3 separate regions of the Mus musculus genome follow, and regions 1 and 2 are each linked to region 3. Evidence: chromatin contacts called from public HiCAR-type and Micro-C data. All regions are on one chromosome and are shown on one strand. Each heading gives the region's core, a stretch centred on a gene start, on an enhancer-like site or on the middle of the called end of the contact. The rest is flanking DNA. Distances are from core to core; before and after follow the strand shown.

Region 1 (3,359 bases), core at 518-3,017, 600 kb before region 3:
AAAAAAGAGGTTAACTCCAGTGCAGCAGGCAGCATTTGAGGAAACAGGTTTTGTGCATACTGCCTGTGGAGTCAGGCCACTGGAAGCCCTGCCTATGTAATGGCTCTCAGATGAGCACTTTTAAACACTCTTTTGTGTATGTGAATGGATACAAGGGGCTTTAGGACACTGCAGACTAAGGTCCTTAACAAATGTGGGCTTGGCTTGTTCCCAAATGGATGTCTCCCGAATTAGCCTAAATAAATTGAGGGCTTGAATGACCTTGGGCAATGTACTCCGCCCCCCTCCCTTCAAGTGAGGTGTCCTTCGTATAAAACAAGGGATTGGGATGGGTTGATCTTTCAATTCTCTCCCAGGATCCAAAGGCCTGTCCCTAAAGATTCAACACAGGAAAGCTGACCTCTGCCCCTCGCAGCTTCCAGCTGAAGGAGAACAGAAAAGTAGCCAAAGCCCAGGGAGCGCAGCAGGAGGGTGATTTCCAGCTCCGCTAATCTTCCAGAACTCCAGGGCTCGGAGTCACTGGAGGGTGAACAGCAGCGTTATATCATTTCCAGGCAAGGCCCGTGGTTTCCCCATTTCATCATTTGCTGCCACTGATCTAGCTCTTCTAGCGTCCTGACTTCTAACATGCATAGTAAATGGGTTTTTTTCTTGGGGACTTGACGGCGCATGCACATTCCCAGGCTTTGCTTTCCACCATTGTCAGTGAATAGGTTTAGAATGACCAGCACCTAGCTGGGCTTAATGATCACCCAAGAAATCAAATGCAGCAGCAGCTTATGGGGACCACCCACTTAACTGCCCAAGAGCCTAGGTTGTCCTCACAACATGAGCACTAGGAACCAGAGACCCATGTGATTTTGCAGTGTAACAGAGGACACACAAAAGAAGCGGCTAGGCATTAGATCAAAAACCTAACACAAATAAAAGTGAATGAATACATGAACCAAACACATAGAACGGGGAGGTCGTTATCACTGAACTGCCAGCCACGGAACTTAGTGGTGGTGGTGGTGACCTTTTTCAACATGGAAGGAAAAGCTCGAGTCAGTGTGAGACACAACCTAAAATAGGCTCTAAATCTGGGTTTCCAGTTGGACACCAGAAGCAGTAGAATTCATGAACGGGGATGTCTCTTCTCTAGTGAACACAGCTGGACAGAGGGAGTCCCTAAGCCTCAAGTATATTTTAAGCTGCATCTCTCAAAATGTCAAAAGTGGGATTAAAGTGTAAATGATTGTCAATTCATTCCTTCTCTCCTGGTACTATGCTGTTACAGGCGGATTCTGGTTTATGGGGAGGGGAAAGGTGGGATGGTCTTCCAGTGTAACCGAATAGAGCACAGAGGGAATGAGGAGTCCCAGTGTGTCTTGGGGGAGGGGAGCAGTTCACAGGCTGCTACTTTTTTGTGACATAGCTTTTATGGGGGGAGAGCCAGAATATTAAGCTCATTGCTTCCAGATGGAAAGGTTGGACAAAACAGAGGTCTTGGCTCTGAAAGCCTGGACGCAGTGGTGCGATATGGACCTGACATATTGAAGTAATCGAGATAGAAGATCTGGCTTTAGCCAAGGCTGTCAGATAGATACTTTTTAAAACATTACATGGTTTGTAACAAGGTATTGTGTATCCTCCCAGCAACCCTGCCGCCTTAGTCTCTGGGAAGGAGGTGGGGGGAAAGTGTGCTTATTTTGCTTGAGTTACTAAAGCTCCTTTTATATAGGAGGAATTTGGCATCTCCTGGCTGGGAGCAACGGAGCCAGCAGTGTCCAGTGCACTTGCAATGTAGATCATGCTAAGTAAGTCCAGGTGTCTTCAGAAGAAGAGTGGTCCTAAGCACTCCCTTATTTGAGCCCCGAAGCAATCATGGCCCTGTGCCTCAAATGAGCCTCAAATCTGTTTAATAAATCATCTGTCTATTTATAGAGTTAATCCAGGAAGAAATGCTGTCTTGTGACGGCTAACGGAGCTGCGTCCACCAGAGGGCGCCCATGTCCGCCTCTTTCAGTGAGGTCCTTTCTTGGTCCTTCGCAAAACACTTTAAACCATTGTGGATGGAGATGGGTATGGGAAGAAGAACCCAAGCCTCCTTTTTTTGGGGGGAGGAACCGATCCCTCCAGTCATGTCCACTGTGGAAATGGAAATATGATCCCACTGTTTTTTGTTTGTTTGTTCTGTTTTTGTTTAAAAAAAAAAAAAAACAAAAAACCTCAATACATCCTGCATTGCACCTTCCATTGGCTAACTTCACACCTGAGACATGTTGGAACATCTCCACGGACCCCATGTCTGCTTCACATTTCAAAGACTGGGAACTGTTAAGCTTGTATTTTGATTAAAATTTCGTATTAGCTCCCCCCCCCCTTTGAGTGTAATTTTAGGATATTTAATTTCAACCAATCATCTGAGGGGAAGGGGGGAGGTATTTGATGGGAAACAGCACATGGGAAAGGCAGCCAAGTTAGGAAACAGAGCAGCTCAGGGCTGCAGAAATGTGACAACCGAAATCTCCTTTGTTCTCTCGGGCAGGGTCTGAAACCAAAGACCTCAAGGACAGGGGATGTAGCTTTGGCCCTTGGATCAAGCGGGCCAGTCCTCTCCTGAAGCCTCCTAGATAGCTTCAGTTCTCCCCAGAAGCCTTGTCACTAACTTCCTGGCCTTGCACAAGTTTCTGGGCTTCAGCTACCTGGTGGGGCTTAGGAGTACAATAACTAACTACCTGACATGTGCCCCTGCCTATGGCTGTTTCTTTAGAAATGCAGCAGTCCCCACAAAGCCAGTCGTTGAAGACTGGGGAAGACATTAATTATAACTCAGCCTCAAAGCAATTAGACTCGAGATAGAGGAGGTGGAAGTGGAAGAGGAACATACAGTAATTCTCAGCTTCCATCCCACTGCACTTGCTGTAGAGTAGAGGCCATGTATTCAAATGTTGATAGTTTAGGCAGGAATGAAAATGGATTGATGGAGTGTGTTTGGTCTAGACAAAGTATACATAAGCATGTATTGTTCATGGACTAACACAGTGGGATTGCTCAGAGATCATAGAGGTGGTGGGATCTATACCAGGCTGGAGGGCAGGTACTCTTATATTTCAAGGCATTGCCATAGAAATTCACTTTGAGGGGTGCTGGAAAGAGTGTTATCAGCAAAGAGATTGTCTCACCAGCGTGAGGAACTGAGTTGGGTCCCCTAACTCATCAGGCAGTCATGGTGGCATGAACACGTAAGCCCGTGTTTAGGGGATAGGGAAAGAAATGGATGGATTCTTGCACTCTTTGGCCAGCCTAGTCCACCTGATGAGTCGCTGGCCAATGAGAGATGTTCCCTTAAAAGGTAGATAGAGCCTGAAGTATAA
Region 2 (3,563 bases), core at 275-2,774, 680 kb before region 3:
TCACATAATTTTTATCTACTTTTCTATTGTATATTGAAATAGCCATGGTAACCAAACTCTATGGATACATAAAACTTCGAATTGAATGAGTTGAGCATTTAAGAACTCTACTGACATTTCTTAATCCAACAAAAGACTAATTGAGATATTTAATGGTTAAATTACTTGAATAAACAGTGTGAACTAGGAACGAGTAGAGCCTATGGGAAGATATTGTGTGGTAGTGGACCAGATGGCAGTGACCTGTTAGAGCAGAGTAATGACCTATAAATCTCACTTTGGGTGTCAGCAGGAGAGGGGACAGCTCCTGGAGAAAAGGATAGGGCAATAGCCCCTGAGATGACCACATGTTGTATTCCAGGATTCCATGTCAGAAACTCATAAGCTTGGTTACTTCAAGAGAATACTTTCACATGGGTTATCAGTGAACAAAAACTTGACAATCTGTTGAGAAAAGGGATTCTGTTTTGCTGCAGAGTCAAGAAGACTGATAAATCAGATAGTGAACACTGGGTCTTGCAGAACACTAAGTCTCTCAAGTCCTCTGATTTTTCAAAGGTCAAAGACTTGGTGGTTGCTTTGTCTCTGTTGCTTTGGATTTCTCTGAAGTCCCCACCAGACTCAGATCCCAGACTCTCCTCTTCTTGCTCATACACAGGCTTTCCATTCATATTCCATCTCAATGAACAGGTTCCCCACTCTACCTCGAAACTCCCTTGCTACTATAATGACTTTCATCTTAGCTCTCCAGACTTGAAATTCTAAGTCATCCAAAAGACTGAACCCTTTCTGTCTCCAAGTATCTTCCTAATGAAAATACTATTTCCTCCATATCTTACTAAAATCAATGACTAGTCATTAAAAGTTCTCTGAGTAATAACATATCAGAAAATGATATGGTCCTAGGTTCCTAGCCTCCAAAGTAGCTTGCATTCTAGTGAAGATAAGCAGAGATACGTGTGAGTCAAGACAGAAAATTCAGACGGAAGACCAGATAACTCCCTCTAGATAGCTAAAGGAAACTGTCATGAAGGCCATGACATTGACTTGAGACAATAAATGACAGGTGAGGTTTTAATACCCAGGAGAATGGGGAATGAACTCCCATGTGCAAAAGCTGCATGCATATGAAACCACACATACAACAGCAGGCTGTTGACACAGAAACATGCCTTATACTAGCAGCTCACTCAGAGTTACCTTGTTTTAGATTAGTGGTCACTGCTGGTTGCATGTACATCTAATCGCAATTTTTCTCTCCAGTTGCTACACAGAGCAGTAAGCTGACGCCCTCCTGCATTAGCTAGAGTAGAGACAGAGCCCTGGCAGGTGTTCCGTGAGTCTGATCTGTGAAGGGCTATTGAGAACCTGCAGAAGAAAGCAGGAATGATTTCATCGGACAAGCATGTGACTGCACTAAGCAATCTGTTTTTGTAGGATGAGGTCCCAGACTAAGAAGGGATGGGCCACTATGTGGTACAAACCCACGGGGAACAGGCTTGCAGCTGCCCCATGTCTCTAGTAATCCACTGACGTAGATAGAGCGAACTCCACTCTCCAGCTTACTCATAAACTGTGGCCGTGAAACCCAGGCTCTGTGGGTAAAGGCACCACAATTTCGTTGGGACTACTGCCAGCTACATGGTAACTGGGTCAGGCAAGTCCCAGCCTTTGCTAAAACATTTAAAATGAATAGAGCCGATTACGTTCCCCACCCCTACCCCCACCCCAGTTTTCCTTCAATAGAATCGTGGATTCACTTTCAGAATTTCTAAGCTGTGTACATTTTGAAAGTGGATTTGGAGAAACTTACGGTTTTGAGTAAATAATTGGGAAGTCCGTTGCCTGAAGTTCTTTATTTTGGTTGCAAATTAATCCAGTGGTCAGAGAAATAAATCTTTACTGCTTTACACCATGTTTTCCCAACAGTTGATGTTCATGCTAAAAACATTCTTTGTAATAAAATTGTGCTAAGTGGTTGTACAAACAAATGGGCCAATGGAGCTGTATCAGGCTCCTATAGTTTTAAAGCCTTCCCTTCGTTGCAAATGCCACGACACCCATTCTGAGATCAGGTCCAGCTCCTGTTCTGAGATCCTGTGATCTGCGACCCCCCCCCCCAACACCCTCCATGTTGTTTGTGTTGCTAGGGAGTAGGGATACTGTATTCTTTGTTGTCTACTCTGACCAGACTGGTATTTGCTTTGTTGCCGCCAAAGAATTATGTTTCTGTCAGCCCGGTTTCCTTGGCTTTGGCAAATCCTGGTTATATTTCCCAATTACAAAGCCATGACTCATCTTGTAGCATCTCCTGATTTAAAATTAGCCCGACAGATTGGATTTGTTAAACTGAAAATGGCAGGGAAGGATGGGCCATCCTTCATGATGACAATCCCTGTTATTGGTGGAGCCTCAAGAAACTTGTAAAAAAATGCAGAGATTGTACAAGAAGAGTTTTAACTCATTAGGAACTTTGACTGTTTAGTCTGAGCAGGATAAATAATCATATTTTGTAAAATCCCGAGGCCTGGTTATCCCGTTTATGAAAACAGTTTTGAACTAAGCCATAATAGCAAACTAGTCATTAATATGAGACTTGAATTAAAAAGGTGCAATTTAATTTTCATATGGCATATTCAACACAAATGAGAGGATCCCCTAGCCGTGGCCAGGACCCAGACAAATGCAATTTCTGTCCTTTGATCTTTGTGGCCAAAAAGAAATGAAGAGAGACGAGATAATTTCACCTCAGCTTTTCATTGTTCTAAAAAAATAATTAAAAAGACAACACTTGTTGTTTGTTCTCATATTTATAATCAGATGGCTCTCCCATTTCAAGAAGACAGATGCAATTCCCCTTGCACTTGCAAGGGAAAAGCAATCAAATTTTTGCGAAACTGAGAGCGCTGACAAAGTCCTTCCTTCTGGTCTGCAAATGATTGCTTCATTTTTTTTTCCCCACTCAAAACAGACTTACCCTCTGGCATATCGTCTTACTCTTTATCTCATGAAGGCTACCATCTGAAATATCACACATGCATGTCACTTTCTTCACCAGGTTTGAAGAATGTTTCTTTCAAGAATTCCTGTGTGGTGTAGCAATCAGATAGGGCAATAATTGTTATCAATACCGTTGTACTGGAGCAAAAGTGAGGATACTCATTAGACGATGAGAAGATATGACTATAATCCACCTGGGATGTTTTTGGTAAAAGAGATTCTTCCTTGATTAGATCCTGACTCTACTCTCTTAGGGGAGGTCCTTAGTGTTTATTTTGTTTGGCCTCTGGATCTGTTGTCTGAGTGAGTCTTCATTTTTATACGTCATGTTTGGGTACTCCATTGCTTTCTGAGACACTGCCCCACTATTTCTGCACTTAAACCAGTTGGTTCTTTCCTAAGCTTAATGCTTTCACATAGCACTTTGCCAAGTGTGGAAACTGTCAACACCTTCATGCCTCACACTGAGTCTTAGAACCAGAATTTCATTAAATCCATAGTCTTTTTCTCCTCTCTGAGTGGTTGTTTTATCAGTGACTCCTTCCTTACCTCCAACCTTGGCA
Region 3 (3,538 bases), core at 275-2,774:
GAATTAGATCTTAGACATGCACTGACTGTTCTGAGAATTTAATCCTTTTACATATCCTAGTTCTGTGAAACTTAAGTTTAATTTTCTGTAAGGAAAAAATATAACTTTCGAACTATAACCATGACACTAAGGTCAGTAATTTCACAGTGGGAAGACTCCCCAGGAGACTTCTTTACAGAGAAGTTTTCTGTTTGTCCTTGGACATGGAAGGATCTATCTATTCCTCACTTCTGTTTTATCATTCTCAGTGTTTCTCTCTCAGCCAAACCCCAGAGGATGCTTGATATTCCCTGGCAGTCTTTATTCCTCTGAAAATGCATTTTTAAAATCGCCTTTTTGGAGAATTCAAGTAAACTTGAATTATGGTCACAAAGTCTTAAGTAGATGGCTCTGAATTAACACAAGACTGCACTGCCTGCTAATGGCATCTTGGGGGCATTGAGTCTAACTCTTCTTGTATTGGCAATGCGCATTCTGTATTAGTAAAACCAGAAACATCTGAGAGGAAATGACTGTGCAACAAGGGTTCCCAGTGTGCGCCACGGATCTGACATAATAAGTTCTGGTCCCAACTTTGTCTGTTGAGCTAGAAAGCTTGTCAGAGGCCATCAGCTTGCTCTGGATTATTTAATGGCCACCCTCCCTGGTAAAGTTCATGCTGCCCTCTGTGGCACTGAGAGCCACCGACACCAAAGGATTTGGTTTCATGTACTTGAACTTGAGTGACACAAATATTTCAGTGGTGAATCAGTCCTGGAAAGAGAAGGAGAGTAGTTAGGGAGTGTTTATAGAAGACATTTCATCATTGCTAGTCAAACATGTCTCACTGTTGGTTCAGGAGGCTCTGGTATTTTCCTTCTTTGAAGGGGATGCTAAGAAAGCCAATAGCTTCCAGCCTGTAGTTCTGCTCCGAGAAAGAGCAATGGCCATTTGCACACAGGGAACCCCAGGACTAGTTGCTTTGGAATGTTGAAAATGTTGGGGAAATAATTGTATGTTTTTCCTCTGGGTGGGGGGACACAAAAGCTGTTGGGTGCAAGTAAAGTAGAACTAAAGCTGCTTCTAGAGTTGGAGCAGTGAAGGGAGCCGCTCCCTCTGCCTCATAGCCTGGAAAAAGTCAGTGTGAAGACTATCAGAACCTCAGTAATAATGGTCAGAAAACTTGGTTGAAAAACGAGAAGGTTGATTCTTTTGGCATGGGTCATCATAACTTGGACCATATCTCAAGCATTTGTGGACCCAGTGAAGCAATTCATGAAACCTCAACCCTCAGATGAAGATGGGATGGTACCAGTGCCCAACACTTAGGAAGTGTGCAGTCCTTCTGGAGGTGTGGCATTATGAATGACAAGGAGATTCAAGAAGACTGCCCTTAGGAAAAAACCTAGCCAAGCCACACCAGGAAGCACAAACCAAATTAAATATTTTAAGAAAATAAACAAAGCTACTGAGTCAAGCATACATAGCAAGAAAATGGGAAAAGATTGTTTGAGACCCAAGGTTTGAATATCATGAAGCCACATATGTGATGAGCCAGCCCAAAGGAATGAGAATCCTGCAGCTGTGTGTACCCTGAGGCTGTTCTCTCCAGAGCTCCCCCGGAAAGGAGACTTGTGATCCTGCTAGGGCAGCTAATTATACTCTGTTCTTTTCGCCAATGTGAGCATGGCTTGGCTGAGAGTCTCAATCCTGTCTATCGATTGAATTGTTCATATTGTGAACATTTTACTATAAGGCTTCCCAATTTGCTTGCAGGAACTTTAGAGACTGTCTGTTACAACAGAATTTTTTTATAATCAAAACTCAGCCACACAAATATTCCATCTTAAAATTTTCAGAAGTCTGGAAGTAAATAAGTTTATTTCAACACTTTGAATTTAGCAGGATTTAAACTTTATGAAAAAAGATATAAAGTGGGCCCATGTGAGGGTTAAGAATTGATTGTAATGAAGAGAGAAAGAGTCCACTGCACACCAACTGCTGGTAGGAAATAGAGCCTCGGTGGAACTGAGTTCCGATTCTGGTTATAGCTGCTTTAATCTACCCACAAGGTTTTGAACCAATTACCCTTGCCACAACAGAAGGTCCTTCACTAAGAATGATATACTGCCATAACTTTGGCACGTATGAGGGGTCAGTAAGACACATGTTTGCTGTACGAAATCTGTTCAACTTGGTTATAAAACTTTTGTCAAGAATATTACCATATCTGATTACAAATTACTATTGGAACCAAATATCAAAAACTGTGTGTTAAGAATAAGTATACTTTTACATTCCCTGGATGAAGCTCACAAGATTTTCTTCCTTTTTTTCTCTCCCTTTTAAAATTTATTTTTATATACTTTAGTTTTCCTTTATTTTCACAATTTCACCTATGGATACATTCATATGGATACATTCCATACTGACTACTCCCCCCTCCTACCTCCATGCCACCTCTGCCCCACCTACCTTCCCACATGTCTCACTCTTATATTTGTGTCTTTTTTTTTTTTTGACCCACCAAGATTTGTAAGAGCCATCTGTGTGAACACAGGCTTGAAGTTATTTGTCAGAACCTGGTGTGGTAGGCTCAGAAGACAGTACAAAACTACAAACATCTCCCTATTTTTTAATTTCTTTTCTTTTTATTTTATTTTTTTATATTCCAGTCATTTCTTCCCTCTTGGTTCACCCTACACCTTTCTTCAAAAGGCTGTCACCACCTCCTGTCCCTGCCAGACCTTCCCACCCCACGGGGCCTCAAGTCTCTCTAGGATTAGGAGCATCTTCTCCCACTGAGGTCAGACCAGGCAGTCCTCTGCTCTTTATGTGTCACAGCTTCCAAGCAGCTCTTGTATGCTGCCTGGTTGGTAGCTCAGTGTCTGAGAGATTTCAGGGGTTCAGATTAGTGGAGACTGCTGCTGGTCTTCCTATGCAGTTGCTCTCCTCCTCAGCTTCTTCCAGCCTTTCCCTAATTGAACCACAAGGGTTCCCAACTTCAGTCCAATGGTTGGGTGTAAGTATCTGCATCTGTCTCAGTCAGCTGCTTTTTTGGGGCCTCTCAGAGGGCAGCCATGTTAGGCTTCTATCTGTAAGCACACCATAGCATCAGTAACTGTGTCAGGCCTTGGAGCTTCCCCTTGAGATGGATCACAAGAGACTTCTCTGTAGTCAATAGTTCAGCAGTAAAGCGTCGGGCCTTGTAAGCACCCTCCCCCTTCATTGATAACTTTTACTGGGTCTGGTATATTGTGAGCCCAGGGTGTATAACTACAGTTTATGTGAATTGATGTTTACAGCAGTTGTTTCAAGTCCAGGGGATGGCATTTTGAAATCATTTGCTCTTTTCACACTTCCCCCTTCCTCTTCCACAGTGTAGCTCCAGACTCAGACTGGGGATAAGCGACATGTTTAGAGCTGGATGCACATCTGCTGCTTGTTTTCTGCATCTTGGGCAGCCACATATCATTCTCCACTGCTCATTTTAAGAGGGACTTCTTTGATTAAGGCTAAGAGCAGCTTTTGTCTACAGGTAAAAGCATAAGTATTTATA

Evidence for each region. A called contact is a pair of places that touch in the nucleus more often than the background predicts. HiCAR-type assays count read pairs that join an accessible place to other places.
Region 1: a HiCAR-type map of fibro-adipogenic progenitors shows a contact between it and region 3, with 4 times the contacts expected there. The contact joins two enhancer-like sites. A contact is called at or near these places in 2 of 15 datasets of contacts at CTCF or cohesin (both in the NIH/3T3 cell line), 12 of 484 Hi-C or Micro-C datasets (the 3T3-L1 cell line, the C2C12 cell line, the HL-1 cell line and 8 more) and 1 of 115 datasets of contacts at active chromatin or transcription factors (fibro-adipogenic progenitors).
Region 2: a contact with region 3 is called in a Micro-C map of muscle stem cells, with 6 times the contacts expected there. The contact joins two enhancer-like sites. A contact is called at or near these places in 1 of 15 datasets of contacts at CTCF or cohesin (the NIH/3T3 cell line) and 1 of 484 Hi-C or Micro-C datasets (muscle stem cells).

The regions. Positions count from the first base shown.
Region 1 is chr12:10,436,814-10,440,172 of GRCm38.p6, reverse strand. No RefSeq gene overlaps it. Among named protein-coding and RNA genes, the nearest start is that of Gm38407, 7.9 kb to the left of the region's middle. Within about 2 kb of position 1,767, at least 22 of the 459 cell types and tissues checked have an H3K27ac peak or open chromatin away from gene starts, as enhancers often do. A contact at or near this core is called in fibro-adipogenic progenitors, where this site is marked.
Region 2 is chr12:10,512,417-10,515,979 of GRCm38.p6, reverse strand. It overlaps Gm38407 (predicted gene, 38407), which reads right to left. Exons shown (of 12, transcript NR_110487.1): 10 at 2,978-3,086; 11 at 1,201-1,368. Among named protein-coding and RNA genes, the nearest start is that of Gm38407, 68 kb to the right of the region's middle. Within about 2 kb of position 1,524, at least 49 of the 459 cell types and tissues checked have an H3K27ac peak or open chromatin away from gene starts, as enhancers often do. A contact at or near this core is called in muscle stem cells, where this site is marked.
Region 3 is chr12:9,837,372-9,840,909 of GRCm38.p6, reverse strand. No RefSeq gene overlaps it. Among named protein-coding and RNA genes, the nearest start is that of Gm22845, 26 kb to the left of the region's middle. Within about 2 kb of position 1,524, at least 62 of the 459 cell types and tissues checked have an H3K27ac peak or open chromatin away from gene starts, as enhancers often do. A contact at or near this core is called in fibro-adipogenic progenitors and muscle stem cells, where this site is marked.